Regions from separate parts of the Gossypium hirsutum genome. Here region 2 is linked to region 1. A link is a contact called in public Hi-C data. All regions are on one chromosome and are shown on one strand. Each heading gives the region's core, a stretch centred on a gene start, on an enhancer-like site or on the middle of the called end of the contact. The rest is flanking DNA. Distances are from core to core; before and after follow the strand shown. Region 1 holds the start of LOC107918812 (photosynthetic NDH subunit of lumenal location 2, chloroplastic). Region 2 holds the start of LOC107918275.

The links. A called contact is a pair of places that touch in the nucleus more often than the background predicts.
Region 2: a Hi-C map of leaf shows a contact between it and region 1, with 2.1 times the contacts expected there. The contact joins the promoter of LOC107918275 here to the promoter of LOC107918812 in region 1. A contact is called at or near these places in 2 of 34 Hi-C or Micro-C datasets (hypocotyl and leaf).

The regions. Positions count from the first base shown.
Region 1 is chrD13:14,309,787-14,314,937 of Gossypium_hirsutum_v2.1, reverse strand. LOC107918812 (photosynthetic NDH subunit of lumenal location 2, chloroplastic) reads left to right here and starts at 2,600. Exons shown (of 2, transcript XM_016848399.2): 1 at 2,600-3,319; 2 at 3,421-3,651. The coding sequence starts at 2,822. The coding sequence ends at 3,519.
Region 2 is chrD13:14,822,175-14,827,325 of Gossypium_hirsutum_v2.1, reverse strand. LOC107918275 reads left to right here and starts at 2,660. Exons shown (of 1, transcript XM_016847797.2): 1 at 2,660-4,949. The coding sequence starts at 3,379. The coding sequence ends at 4,803. It overlaps LOC107918274 (galactoside 2-alpha-L-fucosyltransferase), which reads left to right. Exons shown (of 2, transcript XM_016847796.2): 1 at 1-31; 2 at 1,076-2,731. The coding sequence ends at 2,529.

The DNA of each region.
Region 1 (5,151 bases), core at 1,351-3,850:
AAAGTAAGTTTGCACCTTGTTCAAAGACACAAGTTTAAATAAGATAGTAGATAAAGATAAATAGTAAAGAGAGTAAAGGAAGAGATAACGCTCAAATTTTGTTAACGCGGTTCGAAAACAATTCTACTCTATCAAGTCTTATTTAATGAATGATTTATTCAACATTTGATCCAACAACCTATTGGCTAAAACCCAATCTACTTTACACATGAAGCAAATTGTAACCCATAACTAGTCCCAACTTGTTACAACCACTCACCCAAAATCTCAATTACAATTAGATTCAACTTTCACAAATAATGCCTATGTGCTAAGTGCAAGAATACAATAAATTTCGACTAGTAAATCAAAGAGATAAGCTCAAGCACTCTTCAAAGATGCCTCTTCAACATGCAAATTGCTGCCTATTTATAAGCCAAATGAGGCAGCCTTCTAGATCGGTTATTGTAGAGATAAATACTTCAATTTGATCCATAACAGTCTGGGATAAAAGTCTCCAAAATGTATCCTAAATATAGCTTGATTATCCACGTAATTTCATCCACAAAACAAGACTTAAATGGTAAGGATAACACACGTTGATATCATGGTTTCCAAAATTGGTCAAATTTGATTACCACAGTTTGAGATGAAATAAAATAGATCAAGGGATTCCTTTGCTTATGGAAAAACAACATGGAGACTCAAGTAAACAATACCAACATCCAACTTCATCTAAATTGTCATGAAATTTTGTCCAGACTATTGTTCAAATGTTTGTCTGGACAGCTGTTTAAACAAATGAATGAATAGACAATCAAGATGTTTAAACAAAGATCAAACAATCAACATTGAACAACTGTAGTCCCAACAATAATCTATAATCTATAGTACATATAATCACGAATTGGGAGAAACTTTTGAACTGACTTATATAACCTTTTTATTCATTATATTATAAAATATTTGGTTAAATAAATTTAGTTAAAATTTATCATGGTTATAAATAAGAATTCTGATGTATTAAAAAATTTGTTAAATTACTTTATATTTACTAAATTACTTGATAAATTTACTTGTTTAGTTTAATATAGGTTGATGTGATTAAAAAAATGACGTAAAATGAGTAAATATTCTTTCCATGGCCATTCGTATACAACGTAAGTTTGAAGTATTGGAAAAGACGAAACAATTTTGATTGTGGAGGCCTGCATTCAAACCATTTTAAAGTTTGTTATAAAATGACCAAACCAGAAAGCCCACTTGTTCCAGCCCGGTCCGAATTGGGCTGGATTTAAATGAGTTTTTAATCTCCATTAAGATTAATATTTTATGCAATTTTAATTTTAAGTGTATAAAATATATTTTAAATTTATAATTATACAAAATATATTAGATATTTTTTTTTAAAATTATAAAGATTAAATAATAAATTAGTATTTTAATTATAATCATTTTCTCATTTCAATATATATTTTTAATAATATCTAAACTATTTTTTTTCTATGTTGGTACTTCTACTTGTCCACTGTTAATCAATCAATAATAACGTGGATCAATCACATAACGTAACATGGCATCAAAGTCACATAAGCACCACTTGTTGATCAGATGTTGACCGTCATTGACTGTGAATTGATCAGCCAATTCTAATAAATTTTTAATTTGATTTTTTTAATTTTTAAATATTTTTTTTAATTTTAACATTTTTTATTTTTTGAAATTATTTGATATAAATAAATACATGATAATAGTTAAGTAGCTTTTGTGCCATGGGCAACTTTTAATCGGTTGTTTTTTTTTCATTATTAGAGATAAATTTAGGTAACGAATATATAATTTAGATATTACTTCTAACAAAAGAATTAAGTATCTATAATTTAGGTAACATAATTTGTAATTTAAGCTAAATTATAAATTAATAAATTTTCAAATTCGGCTAAGACGGTTTTGAGATATATAGAGAGATAAATATAAGTCTAATTATTGTTTTATCCCTTCAATTATGTTGAAATTTGGTATTCAATCTCTCTACTTTAATACAATTAGTTATTATCATTAAAGCGAGGGGTCAATCTTTAAACTATACATGAACTTTAGTTTAATGTGCAATTTTATACATGAATTTTGATTTTGTTCAATTTTATACAAGAAATTTTGGTTTAATCCAATTCTCACAAATTTTTAACACAATTACTAATCTAGCATCATTTTACATTTTATATTGCACACACATGTAATTATATTTATCCAATATAAAAATAAATTGATGTATTTATTTCTTTAAATATGTATGACTGAATTAACAATTAAAATTTCATATGTATAATTACACCAAATTAAAATTTGCATATTAAATTATATATTGAATCTAAGTTTATGTATCATTTTAAAATTTATCCCTTGAAAATATTACATAGATTCCAAAAAGAGAAAAAAGGAAAACCTTAAGCATTTAATTCACATATAATTTTATTTTGTTAAATATAATTTATTAGATTTTCACGTAGTTTTATGTGATCAAATAGAAATAAAAAAAAACTATATCATCACATGAATTATATCAACTAACAATATTATGGATTTGAAACAAATAATAACATTAAAAAAATAAAACAATGAGAAAGGAAATTTCAAATTTTAGCAGTACTAGAATCCAAAATTAGAGCAAATATATTTTGGGGGTCAACTTCATGTAAGATAAGGAGTTCCGAAAAGCTACGGTCCATGTTGGATGAGGGGGCGATACGGTCAGCAATCAAAACCTGCCCCAAAATCCACCCTCACATTTTGCTCCATTAAATGATCTTCAACTTTTCCACACACTTTTTATCCAAAAATCATGACCTCCTTCACTAATTCAACATTCTTCATCCATGTCAACCAGAAATTCCCTACACCCCAAAGTCACCATTGCAGCAGACTCTCCCTCCCCATAATCCGAGCATCGTTTCAACCCCAACAAAACAATGTAATAATCAGCAACCGGCGAAAACTTGTAACAACGTTTCTTGCTACTTCACTAGCAGCACTAGGGCTTAGTGGCACACCAGTAGCAGTAGCAGAGAATTGGGGCACACATTCATTTCTCAGGGAACGGTTTTTCGAGCCCGGTTTGTCTCCGGAAGATGCCGCCGCCAGAATTAAACAAACTGCCGAGGGGTTACATAGCATGAGAGACATGTTGGACTCCATGTCATGGAGGTATGTCATGTTTTACATTCGACTAAAGCAGGCTTATCTTTCTCAGGACTTGAAGAATGCCATGAGTACATTGCCTCAAGGTCGAAAAGATAAATACGTGAAAACAGCAAATGAATTGGTGGATAACATGGCTGAGGTACGTACATAGATTATGAATTGGTGAAACCAGCCTATGAATCATTTGTGAGGTCAATTTCTTATGTTTTTTCTTTTTTTTGTTCATCTTAATTTTTGTAGTTCGATTATTACGTACGCACACCGAAAGTATACGAATCGTACTTGTACTACGAGAAGACATTGAAATCCATAGATGATCTAGTTGCATTATTGGGGTAGAACAATGGTAGCAGTGCCTGCTGGAGATATTTACAATTTGCTTCATTGAGACCATAATTGTGATGCAGATGTAGTAAGACCAGGAAATGTTGAGTTTCAATCAATACTAAGATATCATCAACTTTTAGGACATGTGTTATATTCTTTTGCAGCAATTTTTCATACACTTATCTGAGAAAGGCTGAAGCTACCAAGAGACTAGTTTCAGTTACTATAACTAAAATGAGGTTGAATTGCTGTGTCATTTCTTATGACCCGAATTTTATAGATTTTTACAAACTAGTTTGAAAACTAGACCATTTTCTTTCCATAGACGGTTTAAAGAAACACAAATGGTAAGAAATTTATAATTCCAGGACAGTAAAAGTCTCAAACCAGCTTCTAGAAGAGGAAGACAAATTCAGTCTCAAAACCAGCAATAACTTGGAGATGCAAGACTCAATCTTTCACCGCTGTTTGAGATATAGCAATGGCTGATGAAATTATTATCAGTTCGCGTTCCCGTTTTCCTTGCGTGCTAAGCATTCAATTGTTGCTGCAGTAGAAGGTCCAGCAGAGACCAAAGCCAGCATTGCCTGTATAATAGATTACATGAACATAATAGCATAAGTTCCGGTTGAAAAGAAACAAATACAATGCCCCAGTGTTGAAGCTCAGTATCATCTTCAGTGTGCCAAACATAACCAAGATGATTCAACTGTTTTTAGCTGCTCTCTTGATAAATGAAAATTTGGTAGAAACTAGAAAGATAAGTGAGGAGAAAGAACAAGATAGGAACAGGCAACTGAACTGGCGTAAGGGCATATCACGGTGTTAATAACTCAGGTGACCATTTTCTGCTCAGTGTTTGGCATTAAAGTGGATGGACTGCTCGGCGGATGCTTCAATAGAATCAAGCAGCCCTATCTTCATTATATTGCTGAAGTTCTCGATAATGTAGACTGAAACTAATTGCTAGATAAAGCAAGGTGAAAAATATGTTCATTTCTACGAAGTTAGACGCCAAAGCGTATCTGGATTTTCTCTTGGACTACACCAGTAAAAACTCAATCAAAGTTGGAAATAGATCAATCTTGACATAATCGGAGTTTGCTTCTGTAACATGTCAAATGTCACACGTTGCATGATCCTCGCTTTAAATTAGCTAGGATGTTGAATCATTGACCGCTTAAATCCCATTCTGATCCTGCTCCTACTTGCCTAAATCTCGGATATATCAGTATATGAAAGACAAAATCAAAATTATTAGGACAGTAGCATACTAACCAGAAGCATAATAGTTCTCTAATTCAGTTCTGTTAAATGGAATTACAAGTCCCATGCGTTCTTGGTTTACGAGAATAAAAATAAACTTATGAGAAATTAATGAAACTTTTAATCAATGACTATCCACGTTTTGCACTGACGGAAATAGTCCACTGAGTACTGAACGAAACATAACAAGGATACGAATTTCTATAAAGAATTTCTACAATAATTATTTATAGAACAATCTAAAAATATAAAAGATGGTGGAACAATAGAAAGAAACTTTGATGTATTTTTCTAGTGTGTCAGACAAATGAAATTTGTCTCCTATTTATAGGAGTCCTCTTGTCTTTTCATAGGAACACAACTATCTAAATGGATAAT
Region 2 (5,151 bases), core at 1,411-3,910, 510 kb before region 1:
TTCAACAACCTTACTACGCCCCCTTTACTAGGTACTCGCCTTTCTTTTATTTTACATTACTCTGGGCAATTTTGGGGGGACTGGAACCGGTATTTTGCTATGAAAATATAACCAACACCATAATTGATCATATATGAATGACTATTCATAATAAATGTATTTACATGAATATCTGTTTACTTCTGAATTTTCAAATCAGCATTTCGTTTTCCTTATCGAGGAATAAAAAAAATCTACAAGTTAGATATTAATATGAAATAGCTTATCACAATTTATTAAATTAAGATATCAAAGTGAAAATTAGGGCTCTAAAAAAACTGAGCTTGAACTATCCTGCCTCTATTCATGTTTGTTTTTATTAAGCTTCTTTGTGTTTGGTTTTATGTTTCTTAAGAATTTTAAGATTATGTTTGTGTTTGTCATTAGTATTCAAAAAACATGTTCACCAACATACAAAAAATTAAAATTTATTCATGAATAATACATAAACATATTTATAAATATTACTGATTATAATATAAAAATAAAATAAACATTAGTTCATTTTTACCGGATAAAAAGAACATACAAACAATATCAATATTAATTATATAATTGAATAATAAACGAGTTTTGAACGAGCTTTAAACAAAAAGAAATGAATTCATTTATGAACATAGATCAAGTGAATAATGTCCTTTTCATGCTTGGTTTATTTAATAAACGAGCTTTAAAATCTTGCTTATGGTCATTTATCTAACTTGATAAACGAATATAACTATTCATAGAAGGGTATGTTCGTTTACAACTTAAACGAAAATAAGGCAATATGATGTATAAATGAATAAATGTTAGCAATGTCATGTATGAGTAATTTTGTTTTAGTTAGGATTAAGGATTTTCATGAATAACATTTAAAAATAATAGTCCTATTCAGTGTTAACAAGTGTAATAATTTAAAGAATTTCTTTAGTATATTAGTGAATAGATGATGTTACAGAAAAACAAAGAAAATCAATTGGTTGTGATTAGTGAGTGATATTGCAGGAATGTATGGATTTTATTAGCATGTCTGAATTTAATATCTTTGGTTCAGAAGTTGATGTCCTCCAACATGTTGACATTGCTGAAGACAAACTGCTTGGAGGACTGCTTGCTGATGGGTTCGATGGACAATCATGTTTAAGTCGATACCAGTCGATTTTATATCGCAAAGCTTTACCTTACAAGCCATCTCCATACCTTGTTTCTAAGCTAAGAAAATATGAGGACCTTCATAAACGTTGCGGACCCAACACTCCGTCCTACAATAAAGCAGTGGAACAACTCAAGTCCGGCAGCAATGTCGTTGGCACGACAGACTGTAAATATGTTGTCTGGGTATGGTACAGTGGGTTGGGGAACAGGATTTTGACTCTGGCTTCAGTGTTTCTCTATGCTCTTTTAACCGAAAGAGTGTTGCTTGTGGACCGAGGGAACGATATGGCCAGTTTGTTCTGCGAGCCATTCCCAGAGAGATCATGGTTTTTGCCCATGAATTTCCCGATTGCTAAAATGTTCAATAGCTTTGATCAAAAGTCTGCTGAATCCTATGGGAACTTGCTTAAGAATAACATGATAAAGGCTTCAATGGGATCATTGCCATCATATGTGTATCTGCATCTGGCTCATGATTATGATGATCATGATAAGCTGTTCTTTTGTGATGATGATCAAGCTCTGTTAAAAAGGTTCACTTGGTTGGTTGTTAAAACAGACAACTATTTTGTTCCATCCCTCTTTTTGATGCCATCATTTGAGGATGAACTGAAGAAGCTGTTTCCCAACAAGGAAACCATATTTCATCACTTGGGTAGGTATCTTTTTCACCCTTCAAATCATGTGTGGGGAATAGTCACAAGGTATTATAAAGCATACTTGGCCAGGGCAGATGAGAGGATTGGCATCCAGGTAAGGATTTTCGATAAAGGACCTGGCCCGTACCAATACGTGAAGGATCAAATTTCAGCTTGTACTATAGGAGAGAAGTTGTTGCCTGAAGTGGATACTAGACGATTGGCTGTGAATCCGTCAAAAAACCCGAAGGTGAAAGCTGTCTTGATGACTTCTCTGGTTTATGGATACTATGAGAACATGAAGAACATTTACTGGGAACACCCTACGGTGACCGGTGATATAATTGGGGTTCATCAGCCAAGTCATGAAGAACAACAGCGGAGTGAAAAGCCATTGCACAACATGAAGGCTTTGGCTGAAATGTATCTGCTTAGTTTAACTGATGTGTTAGTCACAAGTGCATGGTCTACATTCGGGTACGTAGCTCAGGGTCTTGGAGGTTTGAAGCCATGGATCCTTTACAAATCCGAAAATCAAACGAGCCCAAATCCACCTTGTCAACGTGCCATGTCAATGGAGCCTTGTTTCCATGCTCCACCATTTTATGACTGCAAAGCTAAGGAGGGTATCGACACAGGTAAAGTTGTTCCACATGTTAGACATTGTGAAGACATTAGTTGGGGTCTTAAAGTGGTAGATAGGTATACTGAGTAATAGCTCTTACAGGGATTTTTATTTTCTACCCAAATTTCTCTAGAAGATTTTGATAGAACTGCAATATATCTCATTGAACTGTGAAGTTACCTTATTCTGTGTGGTTTTTCTGTAAATAAGCTTGCTTTTTTTTTTCCTGTATAAGATTTGTGAGATTGAGGTTCATCACTGCATATCAGATTCCGTTCCCTTTTTATCATTAGCTATAGTTCTCTGAGACAATGATATTGCTTGTGACTTAGAGACATTTCTTTTATGTTAAGTAGTGTTATATATAGACATTACTTGGCAGATGAAAACTTGTTGAACATGTCTTTATTTCCACCATTGGTTATTGATCGAGCATCATCTTTTACTTTTGTAGTTTGAAAACGAAACCGTAGTTTTGCTTATACTGGCCGAAAGATTGAAAAAGGGAAAGTAAACCTAAAAGAAGATTTGGCTCAAAACTAAAAGAAGATTTGGCTCAAAACCCAATATGTTTCTTTAGATGAGAGTAAATAATCTCCTCTTTAGATCTTAGATTTTACTAAAAGAACTGAGGCAAACTTTAACTGTTCATGTTCTGAAGGAGAAAAAAGAAGGGGCAAAAGGAAGGCAATGGTCGAAATTCCAAAACCCCAATACTAATGTGGGAAGTGACTTTACCTTTGGAAATTAGTTTCTTCTTCACTTATGAAAACAACAAAGACAAGCCCTCCTGTCTTCAATGTGTGTCAAGACCAAACACCAAAGCCTTCCCCTTTTTTTTTTGTCTCTATCGAGAGCTAATTCAACGTGTGGTATTGTAATTGGTTGGTAATCCAACAAGGTACAGCTCACCTAATCTTTTTAACAATTCCCCCAGCCATGGAAGCTGTATCAGCTACGATGAAAGCCATTAACTTCCCTGCAACTTCCACCGTCCCCAGAGCAACTGTTTCTATTACAGTGGCCTCACCATGGTCACAGACCAAACTCAACATGCTTACCTTTTATGCCCCAAATCCCAACACCAGATTCAGCTCAATTTGTCTCCCTCGCTGTTCCAGAAAACCAAACACTGACACTAACAACGAAACTGCCCAAAATCCAACCTTTGAACCGAATCCCAGTCTAACCACTGAGAACCCATCAAGCGCTGTTTCAGATGAGGAAATCCCCTCTTCTTCAAATCCCCCTTCTGCTCTTTCTAGAGGTTTGGTGCTTGATTTGGGTCCTGTTGGTTCTTGGGACTGCACAGATATTGGTTCACCAGTGGTTAAAAGGTTCCTTAGTGATGAGGAAGAAAGATGGTATATGTGGTACCATGGAGTTTCCACTGATTCCCAAGGTTCAGATTCCATAGGGTTAGCAGTTTCAAGCAATGGGGTCCATTGGGAGAGAGGTAAAGGTGCAGTGAAATCAAGTGCAGATGTTGGTTTGGTCATGAGTTGTGGCAATGATTGGTGGGCTTTTGACACACAGAGCATTAGGCCTGGTGAGGTAGTCATCATGTCTAGTGCTAAAGTGAGAGCCTCAAGTGCTGTTTATTGGCTTTACTACACTGGCTACAGCAATGAGAAGGTGGATATTTCAGCTGATTCTTTAGGATTCAAAGTGCAAAACCCTGAAAATCAAAGTAGCCAAACTGGGGAAGTGTTGAGGTCTTTACCAGGTTTGGCAATCAGTCAAGATGGAAGGCATTGGGCTAGGATTGAAGGGGAGCATCATAGTGGAGCATTGTTTGATGTAGGGTCCGAGGGAGATTGGGATTCATTGTTCATATCATCACCACAAGTTGTTTTCCATGGGAATGGTGATCTAAGAATGTACTATCACTCATTCGACGTGGGAAATGGGGTTTTTTCTATTGGGATGGCAAGGTCAAGAGATGGGATGAAATGGATAAAGCTAGGGAAGATAATGGGAGGTGGGCCAAAGGGATGCTTTGATGAACTTGGAGCAATGAATCCCTATGTAGTTAAGAACAAGAAAGATAGAAACTATGTGATGGCATATGAAGGTGTTGGTGCTGATGGGAGGAGAAGCATTGGACTGGCAATGTCAGCTGAAGGATTGAAAGATTGGAGAAGGGTTGAAGATGAAGCAGTGCTGAAACTAGCAACAATGGAGGATGGATGGGACAGTAAAGGGATTGGATCACCATGTTTGGTGGAAATGGATGGTGATGTTGATGAATGGAGATTGTATTACAGAGGTATTGGTAATAGTGGCCGATGTGGGATTGAAATGGCTGTTTCTGATGGAAGTGATATTACAAGGTTTAGAAGATGGAAAGGGTTTCAAGTATAAAGTTCAATTTCAGTGCTATGATTTTGGACCATCTTTGTCCTGTTTGTGCTCATTCAAGTTACATCTTTTTTATGTAATGCTATTTCATGTAATAATCTTAATATATTTCCATTTACATATGATGAAACCAATGATGTCATCTCAAATTTTGGACTTTTTATTGCTTTTATGTCAAAATCGAGTTTCTCCGCTTCTTACAATCAGTTAGTTTTAGATAGAATATTTAAGTATTGGTTAAAGTATGTTGTCACTCATTGTAGTTTGACAAAATTTAATATTTAGTCCTTGTAATTAAATTTTTTTTTAAAAAATCATTTTACATTTTCAATTTAAAAATCATACTCTGAT